3 separate regions of the Sus scrofa genome follow, and all the other regions are linked to region 2. The links are chromatin contacts, called in public HiChIP or PLAC-seq maps. All regions are on one chromosome and are shown on one strand. The core of a region is the stretch at or near the end of the contact, and the rest is flanking DNA. Distances in the headings are between cores, read along the strand shown.

What was found. HiChIP or PLAC-seq counts read pairs in DNA pulled down with a chosen protein or histone mark.
Region 1: an H3K27ac HiChIP or PLAC-seq map of alveolar macrophages shows a contact between it and region 2. The contact joins the promoter of ZNF169 here to the promoter of PTPDC1 in region 2. A contact is called at or near these places in 1 of 5 promoter capture datasets (fetal skeletal muscle), 6 of 47 Hi-C or Micro-C datasets (blood, embryonic fibroblasts, liver and 3 more) and 2 of 2 datasets of contacts at active chromatin or transcription factors (alveolar macrophages and skeletal muscle).
Region 3: a contact with region 2 is called in an H3K27ac HiChIP or PLAC-seq map of alveolar macrophages. The contact joins the enhancer-like site here to the promoter of PTPDC1 in region 2. A contact is called at or near these places in 1 of 5 promoter capture datasets (fetal skeletal muscle), 6 of 47 Hi-C or Micro-C datasets (embryonic fibroblasts, epiblast stem cells, liver and 1 more) and 2 of 2 datasets of contacts at active chromatin or transcription factors (alveolar macrophages and skeletal muscle).

The regions. Positions count from the first base shown.
Region 1 is chr3:43,501,893-43,504,621 of Sscrofa11.1, reverse strand. It overlaps ZNF169 (zinc finger protein 169), which reads right to left and starts at 1,397. Exons shown (of 2, transcript XM_021087016.1): 1 at 1-1,397.
Region 2 is chr3:43,319,831-43,322,702 of Sscrofa11.1, reverse strand. It overlaps PTPDC1 (protein tyrosine phosphatase domain-containing protein 1), which reads right to left and starts at 1,312. Exons shown (of 10, transcript XR_002342485.1): 1 at 1,184-1,312.
Region 3 is chr3:43,454,295-43,457,347 of Sscrofa11.1, reverse strand. No RefSeq gene overlaps it. Among named protein-coding and RNA genes, the nearest start is that of MIRLET7A-2, 9.8 kb to the left of the region's middle. Within about 2 kb of position 1,542, at least 81 of the 83 cell types and tissues checked have an H3K27ac peak or open chromatin away from gene starts, as enhancers often do. A contact at or near this core is called in alveolar macrophages, embryonic fibroblasts, epiblast stem cells and 3 more, where this site is marked.

The DNA of each region.
Region 1 (2,729 bases), core at 148-2,647, 180 kb before region 2:
CCCCCACCCCCCAACCTGACCAGGCCTTTTATAAGGCCGCCAGCTCCAGCGTTCCATCCCTCTGCTCCTCCGGCACCTGCGGTCCAGGTAATGACGGCAAGCCAATTGGGGGAACTTCCCGTGTGGCTCAGCAACAATGACCCCGACTAGTATCCATGAGGATTTGGGTTTGATCCCCGGCTTTGCTCAGTGGGCTAAGAATCCGGGAGCTTACAGTGAGCTGGAGTGTCGGTCGCAGACGGAGCTCGGAGCGGATCCCGGATCCCGCGTTGCAGTGTGGGCAGGCAGCTGCAACTCCAATTCAGCCCCAAGCCTGGGAACCTCCATATGCCACAGGTGCGGCCCTAAAATGGGAAAAAGAGAAAAAAAAAAAAAAAAAAAAGGAAAAAGTAAGCATGAAAACATATAGGGCTACAATAACTAAAATAAAAATTATTTTACTAGTCCAAAAATCATGGGTTATATGTAACAGAATAGGAATCTCAGGAACATAAAGTCTTTACAAAGAGACTCTAGGAATTTGACAAAAGTGTTTTAAAGTTACTTCCTGTTTACTTCTCAAAATGGAGTACTGGGAACCAGATTTAACCCCTTGCCTAAAACAACTTTTAAATGACATGACAAGTTTGAAGACACTGGACGTAAGACAACGAAGAGCAATGAACCCTGATAAATGGGTGAGGAACCAGGTGCAAGCCTTTGAGCATCACTGGTTGGAGAGAAATTTCAGGTCACAGGGGAGAGAAAGGAAATCCAGTGAGGGTCCTCTTCCTGAAGTTCCACTGGGTGCCAACCAGCATGCACATGTACAACCCCTAGGAAAGAAACTGAAAAGGAAGGAGGGAAATACCCTTAGTTCACATAGGGCCAGGAACAGTGTCTGTTCCTAACAGAGTGGAAATCATAATTCCCATGCATAGTGTGGAGTAAAAATACAGGGTTTTGCCTGAATGATAGGAGCAAAATTAGGCCTAAATGCTTGATTGAATCTTAAATTAAGGGAGAAGTGTGTCAAATACGTTTCAAAGACCCTTTTTTTTTTAGGTTTTATTTTTATTTATTTTTGCTTTTTTTTAGGGCTGCACCCATGGCATATGAATGTTCCCAGGCCAAGGAGTGGAATCGGAGCTACAGCTGTCAGCCTACACCATAGCTCACCACAATGCCGGATCCCCAACCGAATAAGGCCGGGATCCTGCATCCTCATAAATACTAGTCAGATTCATTTTCACTGCACCATAAGTGGAACTCCGTTTCAGAAATCTTAAGAGTTAGAGTTCCCTGGTGGCTTAATGGGTTAAGGATCCACATGGTCACTGCTTTGGCTTGGGTCACTGCTGTGGTGTGGCTTCAATCCCTGGCCTGGGAACTTTTGTATGTTGTGGGCACAGCCAAAAAAAAATCTTAAACTTTTTTTTTTTTTTTTTTTGCTTTTTAGGGCCACACCCACAGCATATGGAAGTTCCCAGGCTAGGGGTCGAATGGGAGCTGCAGCTGCTGGCCTATGCCACAGCCACAGCAATACCGGATCACAGCATGCCAGATGAGTGAGGCCAGGGGTCAAACCCACATTCTTATGGATACTAGTCGGGTTCATTACAGCTGAGCCACAGCGGGAACTCCCACTTTCATTTCTGCATGCATCATGTATGTAAAATGTATAATATGTAATTATACATATTCTTACATAAAATTTTAAAGAAGGATAAATTCAAGATTTCTCATAAAATGAACATTAAATTTAACATAATTCAATTAAAATAGCATGTGCATATATTTCAATACCACAAAGTAATTCTAATGTTTGTCTGGATGGCTATACTGATGATATTTATCAAAAAATGATTAATAAAAGTCAATTTGCTCAGGAGTTCCCATTGTGGCCCAGTGGAAACTAATCTGACTAGGAACAATGAGGTTGCGAGTTTGTTCCCTGGCCTCGCTTAGTGTGCTATGGTGTAGTTCTCAGATGCAGCTTGAGATCCAAACTTGGCTTGAATCCTGTGTTGCTGTGGCTGTGGTGTAGGCCAGCAGCTGTAGCTCCAATTGGACCTCTAGCCTGGGAACCTCCATATGCCACAGGTTCAGCCCTAAAAAGCAATTAAAAAATTAAAAATTTATAAAAACCTCAATTTGCTTTATTTGAGTTACAAAGGTATAATAATCTGTGTCAGTGATGCAAGTCAGCTGTATGGAACTAAGGGAACATCAATAAATTAGCTAATAAGGAAGAGAGGGAGGAAAATTGAGAAAGCTTATTTCAAATCAGTTTGGAAAGCCTGAAAAGTAGTTATTTGGGAGAAATTAAGCTAGTTCACAAGGCAAATATAAAAAACGAAATCAGAGATGTAATACGAAATATTATTTTGAAAACCATCTTGTGGTATGGAAAGCCTCTGCAGGCGTTGTACTGAAACCAAGACCATAAAGAAAAGAATGCCTCAAGACAACAGCGCCAGGAGAGGTGTGCTCATACTCCTTGGTGGCTTTCTCTCTCATCTGTCTGGGAAATCCAGCTGAAGTGACCAAGCCTGCTATTGAGAGAGAAAAGGGACGTTTTTGTAAACATTGGTGCCTTAAGCTTTGAAACAGAGCAAAGTCTGACGAACTACTATGAGCCATGGGGAAAACTTACAGACTGTGTGGTAGTGAGGAATCCTGCAAGCAAATAATCAAGAGTATTTGGTTTTGTAACTTTTTCTTCCATAACTGAAGTTGATGCTACAAAA
Region 2 (2,872 bases), core at 63-2,562:
GCCAAAAAGACAAAAAAAAAAAAAAAAAAAAAAAAAAAAAAGAAAAGAAAAGAATAAAAGGCAAGATCTTGGAGTTCCCGTTCTGGCACGGCAGAAACGAATCCGACTAGGAACCACGAGGTTGCGGGTTTGATCCCTGGTTTGTAGCCACAGAGACTTGAGTTTAAATTCCAGGTCTTCAATTTAATAGCTCTGACTGCAGGAAGACCCTCGATTTTCTCATTATATAAAGTGGAATGCCAGTTTGTTTTAGAGACCAAGTAAAATTACGAGTGTATCTGTGTGATGTCACAAAACTTTTCTAATAGTTAGATGGCCTCTGACATTCTTCCAACTCAGTCTATGAACGCCAGTTTGTTTTAATCTTTTAATACATACAACTATCACGGAAATGTTTCTCTTCCCTTAAAGCAGTGTTTCTCATCTTTTTTCCCCGTTTTCCCTAGGAGCCCTTTAGACATTTTCTCAGCTTCCATTAACATTTTAACGCCACAGATAGTGGGTGCATCTGCTCATGTTCTGTGGCCCTTTGGAAAGAACAAACCTTTTGCCGCGCCCCCCCCCCCCCCCAAATATGAGCACTATTACTCATGTTGAAAACGTCCATCCTACGGAGAGGTGACTTGGTCAAGAGCACTGCACAAATTAGGAGCAGAATTAGGTCCACGTCAGAGTCACAAAGTGATGGTCTGGCTCCCACTGTGTTTACTTATTTACTTCGAATTAGTTCCTAACACTTAGAAAACTGGAGCTTCTACAGGAGAATGCCCACATTCAGCTTCTAGAGATCAGGTCGGGTCCTGGGCGGGGGCCGGCGGAAGCCGAGGGCGGTCTCTCGCGCCCCTGCGCTGCAGCTCCAAAACCCAGGCCAATCCCGCTCATGGAGGTATCCTCCAACACTCACCACGTGAGGAACCGGACGTTAAGGACGCAGCTGGAGTCTCTGGCGCAGCTGTGTTAACCGCAGGTCGCGCGCCTCCAGCCCTGCTCGGCATCGGCATCCGGAGCCCTCGCAGCCGGAGAGCGGGTCAGTTTTGCAGCCTCCCCGCCGGCCCCGCCCCACTCGCCCCGGGCTGCTGGCCTGGCTGATCCCAGCCTCAACCGAACGCCAGGGCGTTCCGGAGGCTCCGCCGCCCCCACGGCAACCGCAACGCCGCAATCCCCCAGCCCGCCCGCCACTCACCGCAGCCAGGCGCTCGGAGATGAAGCGACGCTCCTCCGCTGTGCCGGCGCCCCCCGACGCCTCGCGCCGCACCAATCGCCGCTGCGCGCTTCCGCATGTGACGCGAGCTGGCCAATGGAAGCTCGAGACGGTCCGTGACGCGACTGGCTGCTCCCGGCGCTTTCAGAGCCGGCTGCGGGCGGCGGGGTGAGCTGGCTACTGCGGCGCGGGCGGACTGCTGGGCCGCTAGAGGGGGCGGGGGTCTGAGCGTGTTGGGTGGGCCCTGCCTTGGTTCTGCGTGGCTGCTTGTAACTGAAGTCCGGCTCTGACTCCAGGTGCTCTCTGCGGGCCACGCCGCAGTTCGGTAGGAGAAGGATCTCAAGACGCCCGTTAGCGATGATCCAGGCATGGAAAGCCAGTGGGTGCTGTTGCTGCAGTTGCTGTAATAACCTCTAGTCCCCCAGGATGGAGAAGGAATACTGGCGAACTGTGTAGAAAAACCTTAACATATCCACGACTCCGCTTCCTGGTAGAAAGAGCTGACGGGGAAGGTAGAAAACCCGTGCCTCACTTCCAGCTCCACGTCTCAAAATCCTCACTCACACAAGAACATAACTTAAAGGGAATATGGGAAGTGTAGTTGCCACATCCCCAGCCAAAAGGTAGATGGAATGGAACTGGTGAATACCAATTCACATTATCCACCATGTAGAGATGCCACTAAATGGCCTGGTGAAGGAGAGATAATCAGGTCTCGCTTTGATCCTCCGTCCTCCCCAGGAATAGTATGCAGAAGCTAAGGCTGCACTTGGTGCACTTCACTTTTGATCTGTTTAAATCAAAGGTGCATTATTTTAAAAAATGAATACTACATATAATACTACATATAAACCCTAATTTTAAGTAGTTTTACATCTCTTGCCAAATAATTCTGGCTTTCTAATCAAAATATTGAAGAAGGAAGGACAAAATGAAAATTAGGTATCAAATTTATTCCTGTGAGTCTGAGTAATTTTTTCTTTTTCTTTCTTTTTTTTTTTTTTTTTTTTTTTTGTCTTTAGGGCCTCACCCGCAGCATATGGAGGTTCCCAGGCTAGGGGTGGAATCGGAGCTGTTGCTGCGGACCTATGCCAGAGTCACGGCAATGCCAGATCCGAGCCACGCAGGTCTGCAATCTACACCGCAGGTGACCGCAACGCAGGATCCTTAACCAACTGAGCGAGGCTGGGTATCGAACCCTCAGCCTCATGGTTCCTAGTCAGATTTGTTTTGCTGCACTAAGACGGGAATTCCCTGAGTCATTCTTAAAGAATAAAATGGGGAGTTTTAGAGTAGAAGGTTTTGTGATGGTGAAAGTAAAATAGACTTCACATGCTAACATAATTTCTCTCATTTTACAGCCACCATAGGAGTAAAAGTTTCATTGTGTTCATGATAAGGAACAATATTGTTGATACAATTTTGTGGGTGATATGGACTAAAAACAGAGCTTTGTTCTTAAATTCTTGTAGGACCACTAAGAGAGCCACTTGCAAGAGAACTTTATTTTCACTAACTGATATTTCTGGCAACACTTTCAAAATGATGTTTTTTCTTAAGGAATAAAAAGGTTACAAGTTAGGTTACATTAAAATGATAGTTATTTAAGCATTTTTGTTTTTTAATACTCAGTCTTTTTTTTTACACCCCCCCCCATTTATTTGCTTCCCA
Region 3 (3,053 bases), core at 293-2,792, 130 kb before region 2:
AAAAAAATAACTAAAAAGCATGCTGGTCACTGATAGCAAATTTACTTCCCCAACTCCTGAATACTAAAGTGAGGAGAACATTTTCCACCAAATATAACAGGGCTACTTTTAACACTCTTAGGAGAACACTAGTGCTATAAACAAAAAAAATACCCATCAGAAGGGCTGTTTTTCAAACTTTTCCAAATACCCTCAAAAAAGGTATTTTTACAGGAGCAAATACGTATATAGCTGAATTAACAGTTTCATGTAACAAACTAATACTTTCTATTTTTTTAGAATTGTGATCACCACCCACTAAAAGTGATTTTATGACCCAGTAAGCCAGCACCTACAGTTTGAAATACTGGTTTCTAACTCTCACTATTGAGCAATTACAATTATTTATAAAACTACCATATGTTAGCTATTGAAAGAAAAGGTACACAAATATCTAGTGTACTGTATTCTAAACCAAGACATTCTAGTTAATGCTAACCATTCTACTCTCAAAAGAGTCCACAAGTTTCAAAACGATACTTTTAACAACTGTGTACAGTACATCAAGCACCTTCAAAAAAACCCAAACTTACAAATTTTTATTGCCTTAACTACAATACTCTGAATATACTATAAACTAATCAGACTACTATACAGCAGAAAAACGGATAAAAAGTTACTGTATTTTTCTGAACTACATTTAAATTTAGAACTTAACATTACATTTTCTTAAACTACTGCATGATTTTCAGGCCAATAAAAATAAACGAGGACTGCTAAATGCGGTTTTAACTAGAAGTGCCAAAAAAGCGATACATTATCAATAAAGTTAAAAAAAGAAAAATCATTCAGTCTTCCGATTTACTTTAAGAATTTCACACTCACTATCCCCAATGCCCTGATGCCGTTTGCCAACCCGCTCATAAATGGAAAGTCAATTTTAAAAAGCCTAAGAGTTGAAAAATGTGCCAAAAACACACCCTCAACTCTGACACACAAGGCAGGGGGCCAGTCCCTACTGTAAAAATTGTAAAGACCGAAGGCCACTGCCAGCCAAGGACATAAAGGTTACGCATTCCTCACACTCGAGTCCTCCGGGAACGTTTATCAGCCAGCCCGCTTGCAGGGTGTGCAGCCCAAATCAGTGCTGGGGCCGCTGGCGGTGGCCCTGGTCGCCGTGCACAAGACCGTCCCCCGGGATCCCACTTCCTACCGCCCGCCCGGCCCCTCCCCCGCCAAGGACGGCCGCCGGTTGGACCCAGTCGCACAGCTGCTCCGTGGCCGGAGGCTGCACTTGGTGGGACGGATTAGAGGCAGGGAGCCAGCCCAGGGCCTGCCAGCCAGCGAGCCCCGGCCCTCCCCCGCACTTCCTACCTTCCCTCCAGCATCCCAGCCCCCAAGACCAAGGTCTCCCCGGCCCACAAACCTGATAGCGGAAGCGACGTCAGGGGGACCTGGCGGCGCCCGCAGCCAGTTACGCCAAAGCAGGAGGAGATGCTGGCCAATGGGCACGGCGCGGGGGCGGGACTTCCCCCGCCCAAGTTTGATTGAAGTGGGGGGAGGTGCTGGGTGAAGAATGTGAAGAATGACCCCTCCCCCCGTCCGTGAGGCGCTGGGCGGGAAGCGGAGGGGGTTGGGGCTGGACGCGCCACGCGGCGCCCATCCCCCGCCCGCGCCGCCGCCTCCCGCGGCCTCAGCTCGCCACCCGCCAGCCCGGCCTGCTCTGGCCCCCAGGCCTCTCTACCAACCAGGCCGCCGCGGTCCCCTTTTCCCAGCTCCGCCAGGGGTCCGAGAGAAGAAAAATGGCGACGGGCCCGCGCTCGCTGTCTCGCTTCTGTACCCACCTCAGGCTCGTGGAAGAGCCAACGGCCAGCCGCCGCCCTCCGCGGGGACAGCCCGGCCCCGGCGCTTGCCGCCCGCAGCCACCGGAAAGTCGCACGCGAAGACCCGGATGGAGGTGCGGGCTGGCGGGCCGCGGCGGCCGGAGGGAAGGGAGCGCGGGCGCCGGGAGGCCGAGGCAGGGGCGGGCTCGAGCGCAGCGCGCGAACTCATTGGCGAGGCCGTTTGACTGACGTAAACATTGCCCTTTGCCTCCGCCGAGCCAGGCTCGCTGGGACCTCACTGGAGGGCGGCGGCTGGACCCGCCTCGCGAAGGGCGGGGCGACCAGGGCCCACCCACCTTGCCCGCTCCCCATTTCTTATTGGACCGCCGGGAGAGTGGTGGCACGGGGTCTTGCAGTCCGCTCGTGATCGATCGGCGCTGTCACGTGGTCGCTGGCCTCGCTGGGGGCGGCTGTGCCTGGCCCCCTGGTTGCCGGAACGTCTTGCGTGCGACCCCCACAAGGACTGTCCCGCCCGCCGCCCCCTGAGGCTTCAAGTAGACCCACCCACTTTGCTTCAGTTTACGCAGCTGTAGATGAGGCAGCCAATCGAAGGCCCCAAGTTTTGAAGAGTCTTGTCTTTTCAAAGCAATGTTTAATTTTCCTACTTTAACGTTTGCTGAAAATATCATTCCTCCGTTCCAATAATGACCCTCCCAAACTAGGACCCCGGAAAGCACTGCTTAGGTAAACTTTCAGGTCTCTCAATGGCTGGGAGCCCCACAAGCTGAGTCTGTCTTTCCTCACTGTTAACTTTGCGCACAAGGTTTTAAAAAAGCAGAAACAGAACACAAAAATTCATCCTAATGGATAATAGAAATGTTTTTGAACAGCACTTAGTTTACCTGGTGCGTTTATATTTACGATCTCAGGTGGCAGTATCTAACACTTGTATTACTACAATGCAATACACGGAAAAGGAGTTAAACTGAAGAGTTAATTTTGTGGGCTGAAGTGAACAAGAAACTAGAGGAGGAAAACCTTGAGCTTGGGGCAGCCTGCTGGGCCAGGAAGAGGAGGAGGTTCAGAGTCCTGAGAAAACGTACAAACTTCCTAGACTGGAGTTCCAAGAGTAGCCAGGCCTAAACCGGCCCAGAGGTCCAAGGTCACTAAGGCCTTGCCATCTCAGACCCCTCTGCTTGTCTACACCTCTCTGCAGGCAGCCCCAGAACAGATCCCTCCCTCCACCTTTGT